Regions from separate parts of the Gossypium hirsutum genome. Here region 1 is linked to region 2. A link is a contact called in public Hi-C data. All regions are on one chromosome and are shown on one strand. The core of a region is the stretch at or near the end of the contact, and the rest is flanking DNA. Distances in the headings are between cores, read along the strand shown.

Region 1 (6,663 bases), core at 261-2,760, 230 kb before region 2:
ATCTCGAAAAAAAAAAGATTTCAATATATCCGTATCTGGGCACTCATAGTCTAAACACTCATAGTGGACTATTAAATTTTAGTCAGAGAAGAATCCATGGTAGGATATATCCAATTTGAAGAATAACAATGAACTTAAATTTCATTCTCAGTACATAATTAAAAAAAAAAACAAATTTCATATAATTTACATCAGACACCCTTACATTATTTGAATACTGGGGAAAAAAATTTTCCTTTCTTTGGTCAGAGGATAATCATGCATTTATATGTCAATAGAAACAAAATTTTATAAACATCTCATCCATTAATTTAATCATAACATAATTTAAAACAATAATTATGTATTAACTGTCGGTTTACAAACAGACAATAGTTGCATGAATCAATGAAAAAAAAGCAAATAAAATTGGGAAAAATACAAAAAATGTTAATTAAATAATTCATGGAATAAGTCAAAAACAGAAGCAATATGTCACAGACAAAAACTTACAAACGAACCAGTGACATCATTTGATTCCATACACGACAATCAAACGGTGGAAAAAGCATCAAGCTTCAGTTAAGTAGTCATAGTATAAATAAATAGAAACCCCTGATTATCTAAAGAATGATTTTTTGTGGGACCAGTTTATGGAAAAATTTCCCATGCATGGATGAACCATAAATAAATCCAATTTGCATTTTGAATTGATAACTTAATGATACCAATCAAACATTATGCCACTTAAAAGAACTATGATTAAACAAATAATTTTCAAGGTAACATTCAAGTATACTACAAATGATACAAAGAAATAGTATGCTTACACTCAAAAGCAAGAACTCCAATTTCATGAAAAAACAGAGTAGTATTAAATACAAAAAAGAAAAACCCCAAAATAAGATAGCTAATAGCTAATGTATGTATGTATGTATGCAATACATATCGTATATATTGAATTAACACTACAAACAAAGCTGCTTTAAAGCAAAATAACTAGGATAGGATTTGAGCAAACTCACCAAGAACATAAAGTTTGCATTGGCCAAAGAGCTAAAAGCAAAAATCTCAAGCCTTGTACTATAACTTGAAAACTTTCAATACCCAAATTCAACAAGGGAAAAATTCCCCAAAGTAAAAAGCTTTCTGCTTCAGTGTTTTCACTTTCTTCAACCAAACTATCAACACCCCAAAGTCCGAAAGCCAGCTCTTTTCTTTTTCTTTGTCCTTTTTTTTTTCCTACTTTTCTTCAACAAAACATTAAAAAGAACAGCAATCTTCTTTGTGGGACTAAAAAGACTGGACCTTTATTGCCAAAAACATGTCAGTTTGTTTACATCTAAACAAGGTGAAAACTTTAAGGAACAATCAAAATCCTTTTAGTTCAAAATCTGCAAATTTTAAACCTAAACACTGGTGAAGGCTTAAAGAAAGTGAGGAAGAGTGGAAGAAATGGGGTTTGTCAGTGAGAGTTAAGTACGTTTTTATAAGGTTTTGGGAGGGGAATGAATAAAAAATAAAAATGAATAATTTGTTCATTGTTTTCTTATTTGACAGCTAATATCCAACCATGCAAAGTGACACAGCACCATACATAGATAAGAAGAGTAGTTGATTTAACCTTAGATTTATTGTCCAATTTTTTAATTTAATTATTTTATTTGCTAATCAGGTTGAAAGTGACTTATGAAATCTCTCCACTTTTTCCTTCCTCTGTCTCTTGTCAAACTTAGCTGGCCTGCCTTTTCATCATTTCTTCTTTGTTTAATCACCAATATAATCTCAATAATTGATATAATATAATATCACATATTCACCAAATAAATTTTACCATTTCATTTTTTATTATACCTAATTACGTCCAAACAAGGTAATACCAAAAACATTTGGCCTTCCACCATTTTTCCTTTTTTTGTAATTTACGAAAGTAAAACTTCTATTAAATCATTTTTTAACATACAAGGAAAATTATATAAAACAAAAAACAGACGAGATAAACATCGGCAAAATTAGAAAATTATTTTTAGGTCAAAATTAATTTGTATATTTTTATAATGATAAAAATATAATTTAGTTATTTTAATAGTTCATATTTTTATAATTTTTTAAAGATTAAATTAATTTTTATCAGTTTTAGAGGTTAAAATATAATTTTATTATTAATTTAAATTTTTAGGCTTAAATAAAAAATAATAATTTTGCCAGCCCCTCACTCCATTAGAGACAAATACATTATGATTTAAATGATAAAATTAAGAAGGAACAAAAATTTTATCCAATAATTGAGTGAATCAAACTAAATATATGCATATTGTGTTAAATTAAATACTTTTATAAAAAGAAAAAGAAAAATATACATATACGTGTTGCGTTTTTAAATTCGACGGTATATCCTTGTCAGAGCAGTTTCCATATTCAGGTGGGCGGTTTTCCTGAGAAGGTGGGTCCCACTCCTCGTTTGGCTATTCCTCTCTGTCACGCTCCAATCAAACTCGCCTTATTCTCAAATCTTCTAATGTGGATTATCCACACGCGGCAGTCATACATCAAGAGCGTGGTGTTCACGATCCTGAAGTGAAACATGGGGAGAGAAAATGTTGAGGGGGTGGGGTAAGTAGGGCCCAGCATGCAGTTCGACCGTGCGCAAAAAAGTCTACGAGGATTTGGTCTAAAGGGGGATATGGGTGGGACCCACACGGTTTCGACTTTTGTCTGTTAACGAAGTTTGAATAAAGTTTAGTATTTTTTTTTTTTGAGAGCAAGTTTAGATATTTCATGCGCGATAAGTGGTTTATTTATTTATTTATTTTAACAAATTTATTATAGGTTGTAATTATATATATTTTTTGATATAATATTTAAAATTACTTATAATTTTTCTTTAATTTATAAATAAGAGGATAATGCTATTCAATACACTCAAATTTATGTCTTCTTATATTGATAACAATACTTATACTAATCAATTAAACACTCAATTATCAAGCTATTATTATTTTTTACTCTTACGGTATTCAAAATGAGTTATATTTCTTTTTATAGTTGCTAAGTTAATAGAGAAAATCACAAAAGCAATATTTTTAAATTTTTTTTAATTAAGTACCCTAAATATTTGTGGCTAAAATTGTCTATTAGTAAAAACTAATTACAGAATTTGGGAAAAATAATTTTTCATTCAAAATATATAATAGGGAAAGTTATGATCTACAGTGTTGATAACCTTAAATAAATATATGTAACTTTTTATTTTTTAAGTATTCCATGGTTGATTTTATTAAAATAAGATGTATGTAAAATTTGATATCTATCATATTGATGAAGAATAATGTATTTTTTAATATATATTTAGGATTATAGTTCTATACAATGTTAATAAAATAAAATAAAATAAATTCACAAATGAATTTAAGTTGATGTCATTCATTTTTTAAGGTGTAATAAAATTATAATTAAATAATTAAAAATAACATTTGGTATCATCTTAGACCTACTTGTAAAGTTTTTGCTCCACTAGTAGTGGACAGAATAATTACTCTTATATTTAAGGGTGAGTATTTAGTACATTAGAAATGAATTTTTTTTATTTCATTAGCAGTTTTAAAAAATTAGACATGTGTCTCTTTTTGAAAAATATTTATTTTTTAATATTTTACTATACATTTATAGAACATTTGTTAACTCCTAACTTGGCTTGTAAAGTCTAAAAACTCCTCTAACATGTACTAAATATTTTATCATATTTAAGGGTTAGTATTTAGTACACTGGCAGTGTACTTTTTTTTATTTCACAAGCAATCTTAAAAAATTGTTATGTGTCTTTTTTTAATATTTTATTGTATCCTTACATGTCACTTGTTAACCTCTTAACTCTACTTGTAAAGTTTAAAAACTCCACTAGTAGTGTACCAAATATTATTCATATATTTAATGGTCAAAAGTTGTTTACATCGAACAAGTAGTTGGATATTTACAATTTCTTTCAAACGTAATGTTTCATGGTTTATATGAATAGAATATGAAATATAATAGTTTGATTATTATGTGGTAATTATTTGATACACCGTCAATAAAGTTTTTTTAGATTCAACAACCCATGGTTTATAATATTGTTTTCACCCTAATCATGGATGTGTATCATATGTTTTTTTTTCTTTTGAGAGTATATTATTTTGTGGATAATTATTTCGTGCATTATCATTCGAGTTAAAATATTTCACAAATAGTACTAAAAACTTTTAAAAATGTCTTTAAATTAAAATAATATTTAATATACTGTCACTGAAATTTTTAGACTCCACAATTAAAATTAAGGATTGATAAGTTATTCTATAAAGATGTGATAAAATATTAAATTGATAAGTTATTCTATAAAGGTGTGATAAAATATTAAAAAAACATTATAATATTTTAAAGTAATTTATAAAATAAAAAATTTACACGATGAATGAAGCAAATATTAATATCTTTAAATTACATTAAAACTTAAAAAAACTAATAAATAAATGATAAATAATATCTTCTTGAACTTGCATATAAAGTTTTTTTAATTCTATACTAATGTCGTAATAATAATTTTATTTTTATACCTAAAAACTAGCGCAGCAAAAGGGATAGGGCCTTGCCCATTGTTAAATGGGAAACTTGCTTTATAGCCCCTTCATAAAATTAAAAAATTCAATTTAATTCTTTTTAACATTTGATTAAATAAAAATATTATAAATTTAACTTTTTTTTAGTTTATTAATTTAATTTAAATCATTTCTAATATAATTTTTAACTGTGCACCATAAATTTTATAATTTTATTTCGATCCTTCTAAACAAATTTTTTGATTTTGTCCTTGTTTCAAATGTTATTGTTTTGATAGTTTTTTTTTTCTTTTTGAGGTTTGATTCAATGGGTTTGAGCGAAGATAATCAGTATTATACCGGTAAACGTACCAGTTTTCTATTTATACAGGTATGTATCGATATTAATCTATTTTGGTATATCGTTTTAAGTTTATCGCTATTTAAAAAGATATTTAATATATATATATAAAGTATTTACAAATATTAAATAATAAGATTAAATAAATCTCAAATATAAAATACTAATAAAAGATAAAGTTTCGGTTGAAATAGTAAATAAAATATCCTAAAAATGTTAGTGGCATGGGTTCAAATCTCATCATATGTAATATTTTAAGATATCAAAGAAAAACTCATTTGTTATATAAAATATTTTTCAAAAATATAATTCATCATTAAACAAACTTAAGATAAAGAAGCAAAAAAAATTCCATAAATTAAACAAAAAGATCATTCCATACCATATAAAACAATTCATAATTTTTTTTTAATTCATAATTCAATAAATTCAAAATTCAAAATATATATTTTAAATTTATTTTTTTAGAAATGAATAATAAAAATTTAAATTTAAATAAAAATATATTTTAAAATTAATTTTTTTAGTATTGAATCACCATGTTCTGAAACAAGCGAAAACAATCGGTACATACCGGTACGATTAGCACCAACCAAAATTTGTAACAGAACGAAACTTAAGTTTTGTTGTTCTGATTTACTATTGGAATAGAGTGTTCTGACTAATACAATATCGACTACCATGGTTTGGGTGGTGAGTAAATGCGTTAGTGGGTTGGGAATTTTTTTTTTTTTTTTTGTGTGTGTTTATCAAGTTGAAAATATGTGTCAAATTGAAAAGATCTCTGGAGTTTTTATTTTTAATATTTATTTCCCTTTTTTTCATGTCGGGTTCTTGGACAGAAAGCGTGAATATCATTATTTATTATCTTTACTTGTTTACTTTTAAAATATTGTAATGATTTTTTTTTGAAAAAGGATTAAATTGTTGAATTATAAAATTAAGAGAGATTAAACAGGTCTTTTTACCTTAAAAATTACCAGGTCTCTACTATTTTCAGCTTCTGGAAGCTAGATATAAATAATATAAGTTGGTTACCTTAAAAGCTTCATTCCATTTGAACCAACCCTCAAATTCCAAAACAGGGGCCTATATATTGTGGGTCACCTCTAGGTGTGTTTGTGTGTGCTTTTTCAATTTAAAATGTTTGAATAAAATTTCATATCCCATATTTGATTTTGTTTATTTTCAGGTTACAAAAGTAGATGTTGAATTATATAGCTAGTAAATACTTTATAAATTCCACAATTATAACAAATGCATGTGTGTGACATAATGATGATTCATTTTTTGAGTGAAAATTTTTGAATTTTTCAAATTCACCAATCTCAATTTCTTCACTCAAATTTTATTTAAAATTTCAATTCAATTCATATTGGGACTCTACCTAAATTTTCCGGCTAAATTACCATTTTTTTTAGATTTTTTTTAATTTAAAGAAATAAGTTATTTTTTAAGAGAGAATGTGAAAGCGCTTTCCACTAATGGTCATTTTTTTTAACGTTAGCAACAGTAAAATTTTTAAAGGGCCTTAACGGTAGTTTTTTCCTATAAATACTAGGTCATTTTTTATTTTTAACTCAAATTTTACTCTCTTAATTCTTTCTAAAGCTCTCTCAAGTTTTGTTCCAAATTTCCCGATACGCTTGTTTAAAAATATAGTAGATTTATTTAATTATTTCATATATTATTTATTTTGATTAAGTTTTCATGAATGACAACCTCTCTAATTCGTTTCGACGGCAAGCACAT
Region 2 (7,006 bases), core at 4,440-6,939:
ATAACTGAACAGAGACTAATAGGCCCAAATTGGCTGAAATCCTTCGGGCAGTCCTTCTTCGGAATAAGCATGATAAAGGAGTTATTATGATCCTCCTCAATTCTATTACCAGCAAAAATTCCCTAAACCCATTCACAAACTGCCCCTCCTACTAAATCCCACTGACTTTGGAAGAAATGCACATAGAAACCATCATTTCCCAGAGCTTTTAGCGAGGCCATGTCAAACAGGGCCTTCTTAATTTCAACATTCAAAATCAACTTTTTGAGAAAGTCAATATATTGTTCCTTAAGGTGTGGGAAGATATTCAAAGCGAGTTCAGACATAAGAGTAGGAATTTCACCATACAACTTTTCAAAAAACATGGCGGCATCATCACTGAGAATAAACTGATCTGAACACCACTCCCCATTACTGATGCGTAAGTCCATAATGTGATTAAATTTCTTCCTTTGCAAAGTGCAACTATTGAAGAAACTGGTATTTCGATCCCCAAATTGAAGCCAATCACACATTACCTTCTACCTCCAAAGAAGCTCCTCATGGTTAAGCACACTTTCCAATTCATCACGAACCTCCATCTCCAAATTAACTACTCTTCTAGAAGTCGACTGGTACATAGCCTTTTGGATACTCCCAAGCAATCTCATAAGCTGTCCTTTCCTTGTACCTATAAAGGCATAGACGGACCTATTCCATTCCTTGACATGTGAGGTTAACGCATATGAAGAATCAGCCATATTACCTTAAAAACTCTACTTTTTAGCAATCAAATCTTTAAAATTTGCGTGCTTTGTCCATCCTGCAAGGAAACGAAACGGTTTCCCTCTCGAGATACTAAGCTCAGGATTAGCTTTTAAAAGAATGGGTCCACGATCCGATTTAATGCATGGAAGATGATAAACAAGAGTCTGCAGAAAAACAGAAATCCACACATCATTAGCTAGAGCTCAATCTAATCTCTATTGCGTATTACTTTTTGCCAGGTAAAGGATGGTCCTATAAATCCAAGATCCTGCAAATTACAACATTCAACAAAATTACCAAATAACTTACATCTCTAACCAGTGGAGAGATCACTTTTTTTATCCTTATCAAAGAATATGGCATTAAAATCACCCAAAATCAACCATGGCAAAGGGCCCTAACGCAAAACATCCAAAATATCAAACTAGAGAGTTTTCCTCTTAGCTCTGTTAGGATTACCATACACCACAAAGATAAAAAAATTATAAAAATTATTGTCCTGAATATGTAAAAGCATGAACTAGGGATGATTATGAATAATATTAATGGAATTATAGTCCTTCCAACCAACCCATATGCCACCTTAAAAACCAATAGATTCAATGCGATGAGAAAAGTCAAAACTCAATTTATCAATGATAGAATTACCTTTTTTACCACTAACTCTGGGCTCCAAAAAACACACAATATCTGGTTTATGCTCTAAATTATACTCACTAAAAGCACGGAGAAATTTACTACTCGCACAACCTTGGCAATTCCAAGAAAAAAATTGAAAGATTAGAATCCATAAAAAATAGACAAGAAGATAGAAATAATAAGAAAAAAAAATCTATCAAACTAGAATATTACTAGGTAAATTTAAATTCTTTTACCAACACTAATATCACCAGCATTGTAACACCCCTAAACCCATATTCGTCGCCGAAACAGGGTTATAGAGCATTACCAAAAATTTCAGAATATTTTTCAGATAATTCACTAAACTACTATTCATTAACTGAGATTATTCATATCGTCCCTTAAATGGACCCTCGAGGCCTAATATGAGCATTGGAATCGAATTGGGACTTAATCGGAATCACTAAAAATTTTTCGTGAATTTTCAAAATTTTTCCAAGTTACAGGGCTCGCACGCCCATGTGGTCCAAGGGTCACGCCCATGTGACCCTAGGACACACCCATGCTGCAGGCCGTGTTCGACCTCGTGTAACTCTCTGACTTGTGCACACGCACGGCCATGCCAGACGCTAGTGTGCTAGGCGATGTGGTTAATTAAATTCTTTTGTAATTAGGTGCAGGTTTCACATGGCCAAGACACACGCCCATGTCTCTGCCTGTGTAGCACACACGGCAGGGGACACACGGCCTAACTACACACCCATGTACCCAGTTGCGTGTCGCACATGGTCTAGACACACGCCCTTGTGGAAAAAGTAAAGTCATTTCTAGCTTCATTTCTCACTCAAAATCACACCCGTGTCCTGCACTAAAACTCACATCCATAAACCAACCAATTCAAGCATTCAAATTAAGCAAATTCCATCATTCATATGGCACATCATTACATTCATACATGTTCACAATCTTACCTTAGTTTAGTCCACATGTTAGACATAATTTGATCAACTACTTAACATTTTGAAACTACCATAATATGACATTACAAGTACATCTAAACATGCCATTACTAGCCATTCCAATAGCTAGGTTACAAACATCATTATCATTTACATGCCAATATAAACTATACATGCCATTATAACCATAATTGCTTTACCATATTGTACCGACATGGACCGATGGATAGTATGAGTGATATCTGCCAAGCTTCCAATCCAACGAGCTTTCGATTTACTTTAAAATAGGGAAATAAAACTAAGTAAGCATAAAATGCTTAGAAAGTTCGTATAACATGGTACTTAATTTACCATTCCTTCTATTTTGAGGTAACTATGTAAGACATATCCAATCAATTTGACCTCAAGCCCTACACATATCCTCATTGCCCTTGTCAGTCATATATTCCATAATAACATCCAAACATATATGGGCTCAACAACAATCAAGTTTCCATGCACATACGTTTTCCACAACATGTATTCATTTAACATGTATAAATCATCTCTTTATATTACAAGTATAATTTCATAATAGTTCATCTCGAGTTCAGATTATTTCATGTCAAAACTTTACTCATATCATTCGAAACATCACGGTCACACGAGTAGTAGTACACTCAAGGTGTACAAGTCTATAATCAAAGATGAATAAGATGAACGTTCTCATCAGACAATTTCCATGTACAAATATCATCATCTCATATTTTCATATATCACTTATCATGTATCATCATTTTCTTGTATTTCAGACAGATACGTGTAATAACTCATTTTATTATTCGTATCTTCTCATGTCTGGAATTGTCACCCATTGAATTTATTTGAAATATCGATGGATACGTAGGTAGTACACTCAAGGTGTACAAATCAGGATTCGTCAATTCATATTCAATGGTACCCATAAGGTACTATTTCAAAGAGTACACTCTCGAGCCACACATGTATACAACAGGATTACCAATCCAGGCTAAATCCTTTTTATGACATATGCTCTAAGGAGCTTGATTTGGATCACCTATCCGAGCTAAATCCAATCCATAACATATGCTCGAGAGGACTTATATCAGGATTACCCGTCCGGGCTAAATCCTTTCTATAATGAGGTCAAAAGGATTACTCGTCCGAGCTAAATCCCGTCAGCAACAAATGCAGGACCCCATTCATTTCGAAAAATCACATATCCATCGATTTTCCATTTATTCAACCGAGATTTAAACTTTTTCAAGCATTATCGGGCATGTGATTATTTCATACATCCATAACATTCATATAATTCAAATAAACACATTCCACATTCATTTCAAGAATAAAAGTAATATTTTTATCATTTATCATTTTTCAGGCATTATCGTTGATCGGACTTTGTCAGATATATTTTCAATGTCATATATATATATACATGATATTTATACAATTCACAAACACAACATTTAATTCAAGCATATAAATATACACTATTTAGTTACACGAACTTACCTCGACAAATGTTCGTGTACGTAAAATCTACTAATCCGAAATTTTCCTCTTTTCCTCATTCTAGCTCCGAATTTGGTCTGTCCAGATCTATATGAGTAAATTTAACATCAAATTCAAACATCTTATATTCATTTGGAATCAATTTACATCCTCGATAAAATTACTATTTTGCCCCTAACTTTTCCATAAATTCCAGTTGTCCCTAGGCTCGGAAAATGAAATTTGTGCAATTTACTCCCTATTCCAAGCCTAACCGAAATTTCAATGTAGAATTTACAGCACATATTTTCTATAAAATTTAGAATTTTTTCTTTAATTTTCACAACTTTACATTTTAGTACCTAAACCATATTTTCATCAAAAATCACTTTGTAAAAATTATTTATCTATCAACAACCTTTCATTTTCTACCATAAATTTTAAATTTTTAGCATATTCATTCATAACCTGATTTCCATAAAATGTAGAATTTACAGCACATATTTTCTATCAAATTTAGAATTTTTCTTCAATTTTCACAACTTTACATTTTAGTACCTAAATCATGTTTTCATCAAAAATCACTTTGTAAAAGTTGTTTATCTATCAACAACTTTTCGTTTTCTACCATAAATTTTAAATTTTCAGCATATTCATCTATAACCTAATTTCCATACTTTGATAACTTTTCAAATTAATCCCCCAAATAGATAGATTAAGCTATCCCGATTTCAAAAATATCAAAATTACTAAAAACAGGACAAGAAAACTTACCCAATTTGGCCAAGAAAATTTCTTCTCTCTCTCCTAGGGTTTCCATGGAATATTTTGAGGAAGAAGATGATAAAAATGATTTTTATTTCTATTTAATTAATTTATCATCTTTAATAATTTTGATTTCTGATTTAGTCCTTAGCCTTTTTCTAATTTTCCATGGATGAATCATCCAAAAATATCTACTAACTTTTTATTAATGGCCTAATTACCATATAAGGACCTCAAGTTTCAAATTCCATAGCTATTTAATCTTCTAGCCACTAGAATTCAACTTTTGCATTTTATGCGATTTGGTCTTTCCCGTAATTAAGAACATTATCGGTAAAATTTTCTTATCAAAATTTTCACATAACATTTCTAACATAATATGGACCATGTAATAAAATAAAAATAAATTTTATTTTCGACTCGAATTTGTGATTCCGAAAGCATTATTCTGATTTCACTAAAATAGGTTGTTACAAACATCAGGGTCAGCACTATGAAAGGTGGTAACAGACTGAGCCAACCTGCCATAGAGTCACTCAAAGAAAATTTGGAAGAATTTTTAATTTAATATTATTCCCTTTCTCATGAGGGATTTTATTAATTTTCCTAGTGGCCTGAAAACTCCCTTCTTTACCCTCAATTATTTTCCCCGTATTCCAAGTCTTGCTAGCACCAGAATTTTGCAGTGGGGCCTTTTCCAAATTGACACCATCAGGTGATCCTTTTTCTTTAAAAGAAACAACAATATGCTCAGTGGGACTTAAGTCATCAGAATAATTGATAACCTGCACTTCAATCGACTTTGGCACCGAAGAAGCAGGTTTGGGAGTCAAAGCAGAATCCACATTTAAATTCGCCCCCTGGTCAACAAAAATAGGATTAGGACACGAAATATTAATGGGTGTTGAATTAAAATTAGAAGAATGTGTTTTATAAAAAACATTTCCATCCGTAGTCTTAAGAACAGAAACAGATGAGGACTTAGAAGAACTCCCTAGGTCTGTCGAAATATGGCTTGCGTTTGTGCAGATTGGGCCCACTCTATTAATGGCTTGGGACAGATTAATTCTGTTAGGATCGTTTATTTGCTTGCTAAAAGATGGATCTTCAGCTCCAATAACTGAAACCCCCACATCAGAAGACCAGCCCACTGACCCATTAACTCCTTGGTCAGCCAAAGGTAAATTAATAGACTCAACACCCCAAATTATCTCCTCCAAGCCGCATACTATTATTAAAATTAGGGCTACCCCGATATTTATGTCTTTGTTCTTCAACAAAATCTCCAGCCTTCAATCTCCCCTGAAAAGCGGCCAACTCTCCCTCAGCTCCCTTATTATGCTCTTTTTCCAAATCCTCCAAACCTTCCATATTAGCCGAAGCACCAAAATGGGAACCCAATTTGCCTTTTCCCTTAATATCCGCTCTAATTAGAATATCACTCCGAGGGTTTTGCTGATTTTTCCTCTCAACCACCATCCATGGTCTGTAATCCAAGAATTTTCCTCTTTTCCTCGTCTCCGTCGAAGTACCATTCTCCTGCTCCTTCTCTAGGCCAGAATCTGATTGCATCAAAGCACATAATTCCTTGGTATGGCCGTACTTCCCGCAAGAGAAGCAAATGGTCGGCAACGCTTCATATTAGACTCTCTGATTTCTGCCGTTCACGAGGGCTCGAGCAATCAAATGCTTGTCCAAGTTGATGCAGACAGCCATCCTGGCGAACCGGCCTCTAATCCTGCTATCGGTATTGAAATCCAACCGAACTAATTTCCTAATCGTACCTCCAATTTCTTCAATAATTTTCTTCTTGTATAAAAAACCTGGAAGACCTGGTAACCTTATCCATGCCAACACCATGCTCGGGTAAGGTTGTAAGGGGCTGAAATTTTTTGTCTAGGCTTGAACTATCAAATATTGACCATAAATCAGCCAAGGCCCTTGCGATAATACTTTAGTATAATCATCCGTGGATTGAAATTTAGCCAGATAATATCCATTCTAAATGTCTATGAGATGGAATGGCTTGGTAGGATTTCAAAGGCTACTAATTTGATTATTAAGGGCCCCGTACCCTATGTTTCTTCCAAGTAGTTTAATGACTACCGTGAGTTACATTTGTTGGAACAGTATTTTTTGAATCCTTTATGAGAAATCAATGTCAGGAATTCCTTTGACGATAGATCTGTGGATGTCTCATTCTATAAATTCAAGATCATCATCAGCATCGACACTAGGAGAACCCAACTCTTCTTTATCAATCGCTTCAGGATTAATCCCAGAAGTTTATCCTTCCAGGATATCTTTGGACTCGATCCAGATTCAACCATCACGTCAGTATCTTCCTCACCATTTCCTTCTTTAAAACAGCCTTTCTTTGTATTATGGTCCACATCCGCCCGAGACCCATCACCATC

The links. A called contact is a pair of places that touch in the nucleus more often than the background predicts.
Region 1: a Hi-C map of leaf shows a contact between it and region 2, with 2.8 times the contacts expected there. The contact joins the promoter of LOC107896788 here to the enhancer-like site in region 2. A contact is called at or near these places in 13 of 34 Hi-C or Micro-C datasets (callus, fibers, hypocotyl and 2 more).

Annotation. Positions count from the first base shown.
Region 1 is chrA10:81,671,019-81,677,681 of Gossypium_hirsutum_v2.1, reverse strand. It overlaps LOC107896788 (transcription factor bHLH153), which reads right to left and starts at 1,510. Exons shown (of 5, transcript XM_041078882.1): 1 at 1,005-1,510. The coding sequence starts at 1,024.
Region 2 is chrA10:81,447,289-81,454,294 of Gossypium_hirsutum_v2.1, reverse strand. No RefSeq gene overlaps it. Among protein-coding and RNA genes, the nearest start is that of LOC121208319, 41 kb to the left of the region's middle. Within about 2 kb of position 5,689, at least 9 of the 9 cell types and tissues checked have an H3K27ac peak or open chromatin away from gene starts, as enhancers often do. A contact at or near this core is called in fibers, hypocotyl and leaf, where this site is marked.